Regions from separate parts of the Mus musculus genome. Here regions 1 and 2 are each linked to region 3. The links are chromatin contacts, called in public Hi-C maps. All regions are on one chromosome and are shown on one strand. The core of a region is the stretch at or near the end of the contact, and the rest is flanking DNA. Distances in the headings are between cores, read along the strand shown. Region 1 overlaps Kcnq5 (potassium voltage-gated channel, subfamily Q, member 5). Region 2 overlaps Kcnq5 (potassium voltage-gated channel, subfamily Q, member 5). Region 3 has its middle 300 kb from the start of Kcnq5.

Region 1 (3,525 bases), core at 946-3,445, 670 kb after region 3:
GTCTTATGGGATGCCTCAAGGAACCAACTCAATGTAAAATACTGAGAAACTCTCAGAACATAGCATGTTGGTTGAATGCTCATTATTCTTTTTCAAGGAAAGAGCAGAAAATCAAACATAGTTTAGTAAAAAGTAATTATGTTAGGGACCAGTGTGGGTGTACTCTCAGGATACAGGTCAAGAGTGTGCAGGTTCACTCCAGGTTTTGTGAATTGGTAGCAAAGAGACAGAAATTGAAGTGTCCTTAAGCTAGGTGGGCATTTTGAAACCAGTTTTGCTATTATCTGGGGAGTGGAAAATCTGAACTTGAGTTTCCTGGCAAGAGATGGAGCTATTTCATGTTGGTAACTGAATGCCAGATCTTTTGCTTACATTGGAGGGTCACACAATGTCAGTCTCACATCAAGGGATGTAGTAACACAGTGGGTATATTTAAGGCACAGTGAGGAGAGGGTTACGAGATCAGGACATTGTTTCCTATGAATAGTAGACAAAAACAGTCTCAGTATATTCAGTCAGAAAACCTCTGGGGAAACTAGAGTAAAGCCATCCTTCAGTGTATGATGAGCTTTCTGGGGAGGTAGGAGTGCATGCTTTCTGTAGTTGTGAGCTTGAAGAACCAATGGCAAAGGTTCTCTATGGAGTTGAGCCCACTGAGGAAGCAGTTTTCCAAGAGTAGAGCTGTGCCTAGCAGGCCTGAGTGGGCATAAAGGTTCAGGACCCTGGAAGGACTCAAAGAGAAACTGAACAAATGTCTTTCAGAGATGCTTAAAGATAACCACTTTGGGGAATGAAAGATTCGATCTGAGAGCCTTCTGATCACAAGGATTCATTGATCATTGAAGCAAGCTTCATCCAAAGCGTGTCCCAATCTGTATGTACACAGTGTAGCCTCTGCTCTGATAGAAAGAAAGCCTTTTGAATTGCTTGTAGATTTTCAAAGTTCTAAATTGCTTACATTTTCCAGACCCTTCTTCAGAAACACAATAACAAAGTCAAAAGCACTAGTCCCCCAATCCCTCGATTGCTTTTTAATACTGCATACAATATGTAACATATCAGAATTCATGGTAGAACTTCACAGACTTTATAGTAATCGTTGTATTAGAGTATTACTACATAGGTCTTAGTAGCTCACTGTGAAAAACACCAAAACGTCATGCTACAGTTTTGTTGCTTTGCCGTGGAGGGTGAGATGTGCTTCGAAGAGACCTCCAGGTGAAAACTGGACATCTTTCATGGAAAAATTATGTACCAAGGATATTTCACAGAGCACTAAATTTATATAAAGACAGATAAATTTAGGATGCAAGAGCCAAATGTTGAGCCTTAGTCCTGCCAATGTGCTCATTAGACTGCTTCAATTTCACCTGCTAATGCATGATGCTGGAGGATCATCTAAAGTCACTAATACCAATACCAGCACACATGCTTTAGACATCATAATCTTTGATGCACCTACAAACATTTATGTCTTCCATACAATATACTAAAATGCTCACTTCATCATGGCAATACTTGAAATTTTATGAAGCAGTGTAGCTGTGGTTAATTGTTTTTATGTAAACAGTTCCTAAGGTCTGTATTTCTTAAGTATTTCTGTGTCTCTCATTAGAGTGCTTTATTTTAATCCCATGATCCTATATCATGTAATATTTAATGATCTCCTCTCCTCCAAAGGTTTCTCAATAAAACTGACAGTCCACCAAAATACTTGCAGCAGATTGCATTCTGGGGAGAACTGTATATTTGTGTCAATATCAGCAAAACCTCCTTGCTGAAGCCCTGTGAAATTTCCATGTCTGATATTCATTCTGTGTCTAGTTTCTTCACTGCAACATTCACAGTTGTTTGTGAATGTCTAGGGGTGTGTGTGTGTGTGTGTGTGTGTGTGTGTGTGTGTGTGTGCTTATGTATGTGCATGTGTGCCTGTTTGTGCATGTGTGCATGTGTGTGTATGTTCATGTGTGAGTGCTCGTGTGTGTGTGTGTGTGTGTGCATGCCTGTGCATGCATGGATGCATGTGTGTGCGCATGTGTATATGTTCATGTGTGTGCAAATACATGTGTGCGTGCATGTGTGCGTGCAAGAATGATAGCAATGTAATTTGCTAAGGTTCCTTTGGCAGAGCATCAGCTAGGCTTTTCTGAGTGCTATATTTGCATGCTGTTTTAATTCCAGCTAAGTGCACCTGCTCTGAAAGCACATGCCTTGGAATCAGGGCATCATTTGTTCAAACAAGAACCTGGGTTTCTCAGCTCAGCCTTCTTGCTAAATTACATCCCAGAAATTGATTCTTAATTAGCTAACATAAAAAGTTGATGGTACTTTTCTTGGCTAAACAGAGCAGCCTTGAGACTGGTAATATTTACTTTCTCATAAATACTCTTCTCATCTTAAAATAATCAGTGCTTTCCAAATGAGAAGCTTGGGATAAAAAAAAAATGTTTGGATAAGCATGAATCTTATCTGAAACAAAATAGAAATGCTTCAGATAAAATAAAGGCCAGAAGCTGCTATGGAGTCATTTCGAAGGAATATATTTATCTCATGGTAGTTTTAAGCTGACCACTGATGAGATTTCCTTGGTAAGTCGTGAGTAGCTACCAAATACGGCCATTGTCCAGTTCACAACCCTACCTCATAACCTGTCACCATTTAAATTACCATTTTAATTTTGTGTATAAGTATATTATAAATACATCAGTAGACTAATTAAACCTATATGCCATTTGTCAGAATGTTTTTAAATACATGAAATATAAATAATTACAAAAGATAAAATTATGTCAAAATTCAAGGGTTGAAGTATCAAACATGCTTGTCATATGGCAAGACATTAATTTATTAATCATTATTAATAATATTATATTATATTAATTATGTTGTATTGCGTCATATTATATTGATACATTATGTTATTAATGTATATTATTAATTATTATTAGTGCTTTATTATTAATGCATTTAAAATAGCCCCTAGCCAGGGTCTAACAATTGCCATAATCTGGAAATAATGATTACAAAAATCACTATTCAACATGAAATGATTGTGATTTTTTTTATTGATGGTATAAAATATAATATGACAATATCATTTCATCATAGTGAAAACTAAAATCAGCCTTTTTCCTACTCATTTCAAAAATGCCCTAATGCATAGGATCCTAATACATAGGATCCTAATACATACATAATACATAGGATCCTAATACATAGGATCCTAATACATAGGATCCTCAGAAGCCTATGGACATGGATCAAGACACTCAGATAGACAGTGTCCTACCACTGCCACTACTTGTTTTATGTATATATATATATATATATATATATATATATATACTTTTTATTAGGTATTTTCCTCATTTACATTTCCAATACTATCCCAAAATACCTCCATACCCTCCCACCCACTCCCACTTTTTGGCCCTGGAGTTCCCCTGTACTGGGGCATATAAAGTTTGAAAGTCCAATGGGCCTCTCTTTCCAGCGAGTGCATGCTATTCAGAACTCTAAGTTCGT
Region 2 (3,674 bases), core at 272-2,771, 580 kb after region 3:
ACATAGAAATGTTTTACCTCATTGCTTTTCCTCTGTTGTTTTTGTGTGGTTCTATATGTCGATCCTCAAACTGATTTCCCATGTGTTTTGGAATTTTTGAGATGGATTTTATTTATACCTAGCATCAACACACATTGCATTTCTGAGATAAAGGACACAGGTTACCTTTCTGTTATACCAATCTAGGTCCCTAGGCTACTGATATTTATTAACTCTTTGATTTTCAACCAATGACGGGATTTCTCAGCTATAAATACAATGATGAGTGTGGGCTTCCTTCTAGATCACCTCCATTGTCCTCTGATAGGTTTATCTTTCTCATGAAATTATGCATCATCATTCTGTAGCTAGATAGAAATAAATTTTCAAACAGTTTGGAATACATGAAGATGAATGGTCTTACTAGTGACCAAACTTCATCTTCCAATAGGCTGGTTGAAGGTTCTTAGCATCCTGCCATGAGCATTCACAAAAGGAAGTTGGATGTGCTTTTGGTTTTTAAAGAGAATGATGTCATTTAAAACATGCAGTGTTCCAAAATGACATTAAACAAAAACAGACTCATCGGGTCCTTTCTGTGTAAATCATGTCGAACCAGTCCCATGCTGTGACACCAGTGGAGGTATAGGCTTTTCTGTCCTCAGTGATTGGTACATACGAGGCACTCTGACAAGTAGTCATCACAACCCTCGCTATTCTAAGAGAGTACATGGATGGGTCTGTGGCTCCAGCTCTATATGTAGCAGAGGATGACCTTATCTTACATCGATGACCTTGGTCCTGTGAAGGCTTTGATGCCCCAGCATAGGGGGATGCTAGAACTTAGTTGGGTGGGTAGAAGAGCACCCTCTTAGAGCAAAAGGGGAGGGAGAGTGGAATGGGGAATTTGCAGAGGGTAGGCCAGGAATGGAATGGGGTGCAACATTTGAAATGTAAATAAATAAAATAACCAATAAAAAATAGAACACAGTAACATTGCTAAAGTGTTAATTTGTAGGCAGAGCTCCTGAATGTTTTTCAATTTTTTATTAGATATTTTCTTCATTTACATTTTAAATGCTATCCTGAAGGTCCCCTATACCCTCCCCCGCCCTGCTCCCCTATCCACCCACTCCCAATTCTTGGCCCTGGCATTCCCCTGTACTGGGGCATATAAAGTTTGCAAGACCAAGGGGCCTCTTGTTTTCGACTTTCGTTTTCCAGTGGCATATGCCTTGAAAACTCTTTGCCACTGACTTACTTCACAATTGTCCTGAGTGCAATTTGAATCTTACTGGAGAAGAGGAGATCATCTGTTCTGGCCTCAGTTTCACAGGCAAATAGTGCTACATAGGGACAGGTTAGAATTTACAAAGCCACCAGGGGCTAAGCCAAGATGGGAGTCCAAAACTCCTGATCTTACCTCAGCACTGTGTCAACTTGACCATCCCAACTTTCTAATTACTCTGAGTTAATGCTTAATTGTCTGGGTGAGTACACTGCCATTCAAGATCTGTGTGTATTTCCATGCACTGCAAAGCAAAATCTGAACAAGTAGTATTAATAGAAATGTGTTAACAGGCAAAGACAGTTTGTTCCACAGTGCCTTCGTGAAGTGTGAGCATTAGTTCAACATTTCTGCCATCAAGAATTTACAGTTTGTATGTCTATGATCCCCCAAACATTTTAAAGTATAAGAAAGACTATATTTTTATCCACACGCAGATTTTTCATATCCATTTAAACTGTCTCTTCAGAAAGTTATCCACATAAGCCAAACATATGGACTTTCTAAAATTAGAGAAACCTTTTTGGAACTTAAAGAGACACCAAGTCACGGTGAATAATTCAAGAGGAACAGAGCTATAAAATAGAGAAAACAATTTTGTATTGTGCAGACAGAGTTCTACAAAATGATATGGGAAATATTCTGGATAATTTCATTTGGTGAACAGAAACCAAGTCAAATGATTTAAAGAAATTCTTACAAGTATTTCTGTCTCCCTCTTAAAAATTAAAGATGTCTACTGATTTAAATACACCACCTGGGTTCTGCACCAATATTCAGCAATCTCTTTTTAGAAGTCAGGAAAAAAAAATGCATCGATTTTCCCAAACCTGCCCCATTCTCCAAAATTAGAAATGTATACATGTAAGTTGATCATCTGTAAAAATGTGGTATGTAAAATATGAAAACTCTGTAACTGATCTTATTTTGTGACCATCTGTGTAATGGTTTAAATTTTCACGCGGATTTAACTTTGAAATATTTCAATAGAGATGTTTTCAAACAAAAAGTAATGCTAGATGAAGAGCTAAAGGCAACCGATGATAACTGAGAGAGGAATAGATTTTCTCAACTCCTCTGACAGGTTATCAAATACCAAGTGTCATCGCTAAACACATGCAACACTGAATGGACTCAGTATATTATATACACAATATATATATAACATTTATGTAAAAATAACAACTATAAAAAGATAGTTTACAAATTCATGATGGAACAAGTAATGTGGGTGGAATCGGAGATGGTAGAAGGAAAGGTTGAAATGATGTGAATCTAGTGTTCATGTACAGAATTTTCAAAGGTATTTTTTTTAAAAACACTAAGCTTAAAAAATAAGCTACAGAAATATATTTGAATTTTTATTCACTTGAAAAAATGTAGGCATGAGGAGTAAGTTACAGGTAACAGCATTTCATAGTTGTAGGAAATCAACAAACACAGATAGCATCCTGTAAAGAAAGCAGCTTTAGGGAAGAGAAGTGGAATGAGATTTAGAAACAAAAATAATAACAAAGATAGCAGTGGCAGAGGAAGAATACAACAATTAAAGAGAGTTCACCTCGCCGGGCGTGGTGGTGCACGCCTTTATTCCCAGCCCTTGGGAGGCAGAGGCAGGTGGATTTCTGAGTTCGAGGCCAGCCTGGTCTACAAAGTGAGTTCCAGGACAGCCAGGGCTATACAGAGAAACCCTGTCTCGAAAGAGAGAGAGAGAGAGAGAGAGAGAGAGAGAGAGAGAGAGAGAGAGAGAGAAGCCTAAAGACCGAAAGAACTAATATCCACACATAAGCCAAGAGCATCTCCTTGCCCATTTTGGCATTCCCTTGTCTTCCTCTGTTTAGAATACCAATTTTGAAGCAAAGATAACCTGAAAATGCATGGAAGGTTTCTAAATGAATACATGGATAACAAGTAAAAAAAATTAGACCTGATAACCATGTGCAATTTTAGAAATATTTCTATGTTGTTCAGAATTTCATTCATTATTTTTGAGCATATTCATCTCCACTTTCAACTCCACCCACACCTATCCCAATTCATTACTTTGTGTTCCCATTCTTTAAACCCATGGACTCCAATTATTATGCCTATGCACTCTTGAGTGTGGGGTATACATATCCAGTAAAGTGTGCTGGGCATACCAGGAGCAACAACCTTTTAAAATGACACCATAGGGACTCCCCATTTCCTTGCAGCTATTATCCCATTTTATGAAGGTACCACATTTTTAGTATGCATTCGTCCATTGACAGACATTTGGAATATTTCTGTTTCCTGGCCATCATGGGTAGATAAGCAATGAACATGGATGACAAACTATCTTGGTAGTAAAATGGAGAGTCTTTGGGGTTTCTGCCCAGAGTGATGTAGCTAGACAATCTATTTTTAGAATTTTAAGTGACATCCA
Region 3 (3,986 bases), core at 627-3,126:
CTCAGAGGGATTGAGTAGCCTTAGAATATAGGAAGAATCTTTTCATAACCTTCCTAGTTTCTGAAGCTCCAGGTGGCCTTTGGAAGGTGGCAGTCTCTGTCACCACATTCCTTTGCCCTTCTACCCTAGATCCCTGAGGCTGTCATTGGAGTTTGGGTGTGGCAAGACCTCTTCTAAGGATATTAACTATTACAAAGAGTTGCAAACACAGGTACATTCTCACGTTCCCGGCATGCCTGTGGTTCAGGTAAATGAGGTCATTTCCATTCAGGTTCAGGTGGAAGCCGATTCGCGTCTGGTATCTTCCCAGTCTCATTACCACGAGTAACTAAGTCAGTCTGGAGAGAAGCCAGACCATAGCCACTGAATCAGTAAAGTTCCATTAACTATGAATCTGGGAGCTTCCCATCAACAAATGAACAAAAACAAAAAAGCAAAAAGAAGCCAAGAAATAACAACAACAAGACCTTCAAAATGTCTCTGAAAACCTTTCTGTGAGTCCTTGAAACAACTTGCTAGATGCGTTTTAACAGCCACTGCAACAATTTATACTTTTTACAATAACAACAAAACGTTCAAGTTGGGTTTTTCTTTTTTAAAAATGTATTATTCATTTTAACATTACCTATATACATGCATGTCTGTGTTTGGTGACATGCACGTGAGTGCCCAAGAGGCCAGAAGAGGGCATGAGATACACCGGAGTTGGAATGACAAGTGATCATGAGCCATCTGATGTGGCACTTAAAGGTCCTCTATAAGACGCTAGTATCTCTCAACTCCTAAATTAATCTTTTTGTGACGGGTATAAACAACTGGTTGTGAAATCTCACTATTTTCTGATATTGAACAGAAAACACAGACAATAATACTGACTACCTTGCATGTCTCAAAGGAATACATGAAGCATTCTTGATTATACAAAACGGTATAAGAACGGGACCTGTGTTTCCCACTCTCATCCTAACAGCCCACAGAGGAACAGTATAGATGCAGACACAGAGCCAGAGCCCTTCCTTCCTCAAAGGCTGGTCTTCTAACCCAACCACTAGGAGCAGTGTGACTTGAGAGCTTGTTGGAGATGTGGAACCTCAGATTCCATCCAAAACTGAATCAAAGGCGTCTTATAATGTCATCCCTGGGGAGGTATCTGGACACTAATCTTGGGAGAACTCTGCCCTAAGTGATTTTGTTGGAACGTTTTAATTTTTGTACAGGGACTCTTCTTGTCTTCTCTGATATTGAGGGCTCTTTAGGGACTCCCTCCAAGATCATCAATTGAGGCAAGGAAAGAAAAGAGTGACTCAGATGATCTGAATGAAACCTGCAGTAGCAGCATCTGACATGGACACTAGTCATGTTTAGCTCAGGTGACAGCAAAGTCAATGGAGGAACCTACAGAGTGGGCGATCTCAAGTCCAGCCTTCGAGTTTGGTCTTTCTAGAGGCAACTGTAAAGATTGACTGCAAGGGAGTGCCAGGGATATCACTTAAGAAATATATAATAGGAGTAAAGGAAATGGGGACGAACATTAGGAAGACATAAAAGGAAGGGAGAAAGCAAAAGAAAGGAAGGGGCGAAGTCAGCACTCGGCTACAGAGTCCTTTGATTTCCCTCACACCTCGTTTCTGGTTCCTTTCCAGAACGTGTGACTAACTATAACGTTCATCTCCATAAGGTCCGACCCAGTCCTGCTTTGAACTGCCCAGATGAAAGGCGCACCACAAATACAGAATGATGGCATCCAGGTTGGCGTTTGAGCAAGAAAGTATCTCAGTGTGGTCTCCTATTATTTAAAAGCTGAGAGTTCCTGACAGAGCTGCTGGGCTTCACACAGTCTCACTGTGGGTTGGTGAGCTTTCTGGCAGGGCCATGGTTGCCAAGGAAACTGCATCAGGAATGAACGACTGGGACTGTGGATTCTTGGTTGATTGGTGAAGCTTAAAGCCTAATACCGCATGCAAGACACACTTTTAGTGACCAGAGCAAAGGCAAATGATCGTTACAAGAAGGGATCGCGACTCTCTTCTCCCTCAGATCTCATCTGGTTGTCAGTTCCTAGTCCAGAAAGTTGTTGCCTTCTCTGGATCAATAAATGGGGCTTATAAACCATGAGCAAGAACACGTGAGCCCCACAAGGAACCGTTGCCTTCCTTAGTTGGTCACAGAAGTCTTTCTAGTCTTCCTGCAAGCAAATGTGAAAGTGCAGTGAGTAGGTGATACTCAGAAGTTTCCTGCCCTCTGCTTGCTTTGTTCATTAAGGACCAGAAGAAAGGCTGCCTTGCCATCTTTTCCACTAGGGGAATGTATGTGGAAGATTCAAGAATCTTACTTTTTGTTGTTGTTGTTGTTGTTGTTGTTGTGGTTCACTGCACATCTGTAAACTTGTCTTGACTGCTCCTGGATGGAGTTCTTCCTCTCTGCTCCCTGGGATGGCACCCACGACTTTTATTATCACATTCTATTGTTATTATTTGGGGAATGCCTATTATTTTTGTTCACGCCTATTGTTTTTGCTGGCCAAATAATTTTCTTGACATCAAGGATTATGTTTATTTTAGCTTTTGAAAGTGGCCAGCACAGTGCTGGACAAGGAGCGTTTTCAATAATTATTTGAGTAATCTGTTCTCTTGAGATAAAGGCTGAGGGAATGAGGAAGACATAGCCTGAACTACCTCTAGGAAAGGACATTGTAATCGTCTCCTTGAAGACCTTGCCTAGTTGCAAGTCATTTATATAGTTAATGCACCAAGCTTTAATGTTGCCTCTACCCCTAGAAGACAGGTGGTGCTATTCACACGGAGAAAAAAACTCAACCCAAGAAAGGATAAGCAGGTCCAGGAGATGTCCAGACTGAGCCAGTCAGATTTCCCCACATAACTCTGTCAGTGTGTCAGTGTTCTAGAGACGTGTGATAGATGTTGTAGAGTCTTGTATAGAGTATTCTCAGGATAAGAAGGACACAGACCTCTCATGGTGATTAAACCATCCTTGATGAGAGGAAATGAAGTTAGATTCCACATTGGTTGGAATACAGTGGGACCCAGTAGTGTGTGTGCAAAAGGATGCCAACAGAATAGAATAGACAAGATATGCTAGGGGTGAAACAAGTTCCAATGTTGACAAGCACTGGAGGAATTTTCAAGTGGTTTAAAAACTTTATCTCTAACTCAGGTGAATTATATGATTTTCAAAAAACAATGTGATAATTAGACAATATATGCAGATGTGCTTAGCAAAATTCCCAATGTACGATAAGTGCTTAGGGCACTGTTATCACTTTTATTACCAATACCATTACCATTAAATATGGATGCTATTGTTGTAAAAATGGTAGTTTGGAAATTCTGTTTGATTCCCTTAGGGGATGGAGATCTAGTCAAGAGCTTACCCATACTAAACAAGTGCTCTTCCACTGAGATATATATGCCCAGTTCTGAGGAGTGTTTTAAGGAGCTTTTTAATTTTTAAAAGATATTTGTAACAGGGTCTTGCTGTGTAGTTCAAATGGTTTTCTCTTGCTACAATCCTCTGGTCCCAACTTTACAAGGACTGGGATTACAAGTATGAGCCACAATGCCTGGAAATAGCTTTTCGAATTTAAGCGTCCCTTAAATATTACTTCAAAATCTTTGCTTCTTTCTAATATTAGTGAACACAAAAATGGCGCCACTTGAGGAAAGAGAGTGGATTTTTATTTAGTCAGTTGATATTGTTATTTTAGGCAGTCAGTTACCCATTGTGAGGTTTTCACAAATCATTTGGGTGAAATCTTCTCCATGTTTTTAAAAGAAGATAGTAAGAGAAGAACTGAATTTCCGTAAAAACTAATTTGCAAAGTAAAATGTATGATCTCCCCACATCTTGTTAGTTAGCTAAAATGTATAGAACCTGTATTATTTTTCCTCTATTGAATGTGGATTGACTAGAAATTCTCCTTCCTACTGCTCCACTATGTTGCTGGGGTATCTGGAATTCTTTCCATG

What was found. A called contact is a pair of places that touch in the nucleus more often than the background predicts.
Region 1: a contact with region 3 is called in a Hi-C map of cortical neurons, with 4 times the contacts expected there. The contact joins two enhancer-like sites. A contact is called at or near these places in 3 of 484 Hi-C or Micro-C datasets (cerebral cortex and cortical neurons).
Region 2: a Hi-C map of cortical neurons shows a contact between it and region 3, with 3 times the contacts expected there. The contact joins two enhancer-like sites. A contact is called at or near these places in 4 of 484 Hi-C or Micro-C datasets (cerebral cortex and cortical neurons).

What each region holds. Positions count from the first base shown.
Region 1 is chr1:21,596,776-21,600,300 of GRCm38.p6, reverse strand. All of the region lies in intron 1 of Kcnq5 (potassium voltage-gated channel, subfamily Q, member 5), which reads left to right. Among named protein-coding and RNA genes, the nearest start is that of Khdc1b, 210 kb to the right of the region's middle. Within about 2 kb of position 2,195, at least 3 of the 459 cell types and tissues checked have an H3K27ac peak or open chromatin away from gene starts, as enhancers often do. A contact at or near this core is called in cortical neurons, where this site is marked.
Region 2 is chr1:21,682,643-21,686,316 of GRCm38.p6, reverse strand. All of the region lies in intron 1 of Kcnq5 (potassium voltage-gated channel, subfamily Q, member 5), which reads left to right. Among named protein-coding and RNA genes, the nearest start is that of Kcnq5, 280 kb to the left of the region's middle. Within about 2 kb of position 1,521, at least 3 of the 459 cell types and tissues checked have an H3K27ac peak or open chromatin away from gene starts, as enhancers often do. A contact at or near this core is called in cortical neurons, where this site is marked.
Region 3 is chr1:22,264,546-22,268,531 of GRCm38.p6, reverse strand. No RefSeq gene overlaps it. Among named protein-coding and RNA genes, the nearest start is that of Kcnq5, 300 kb to the right of the region's middle. Within about 2 kb of position 1,876, at least 23 of the 459 cell types and tissues checked have an H3K27ac peak or open chromatin away from gene starts, as enhancers often do. A contact at or near this core is called in cortical neurons, where this site is marked.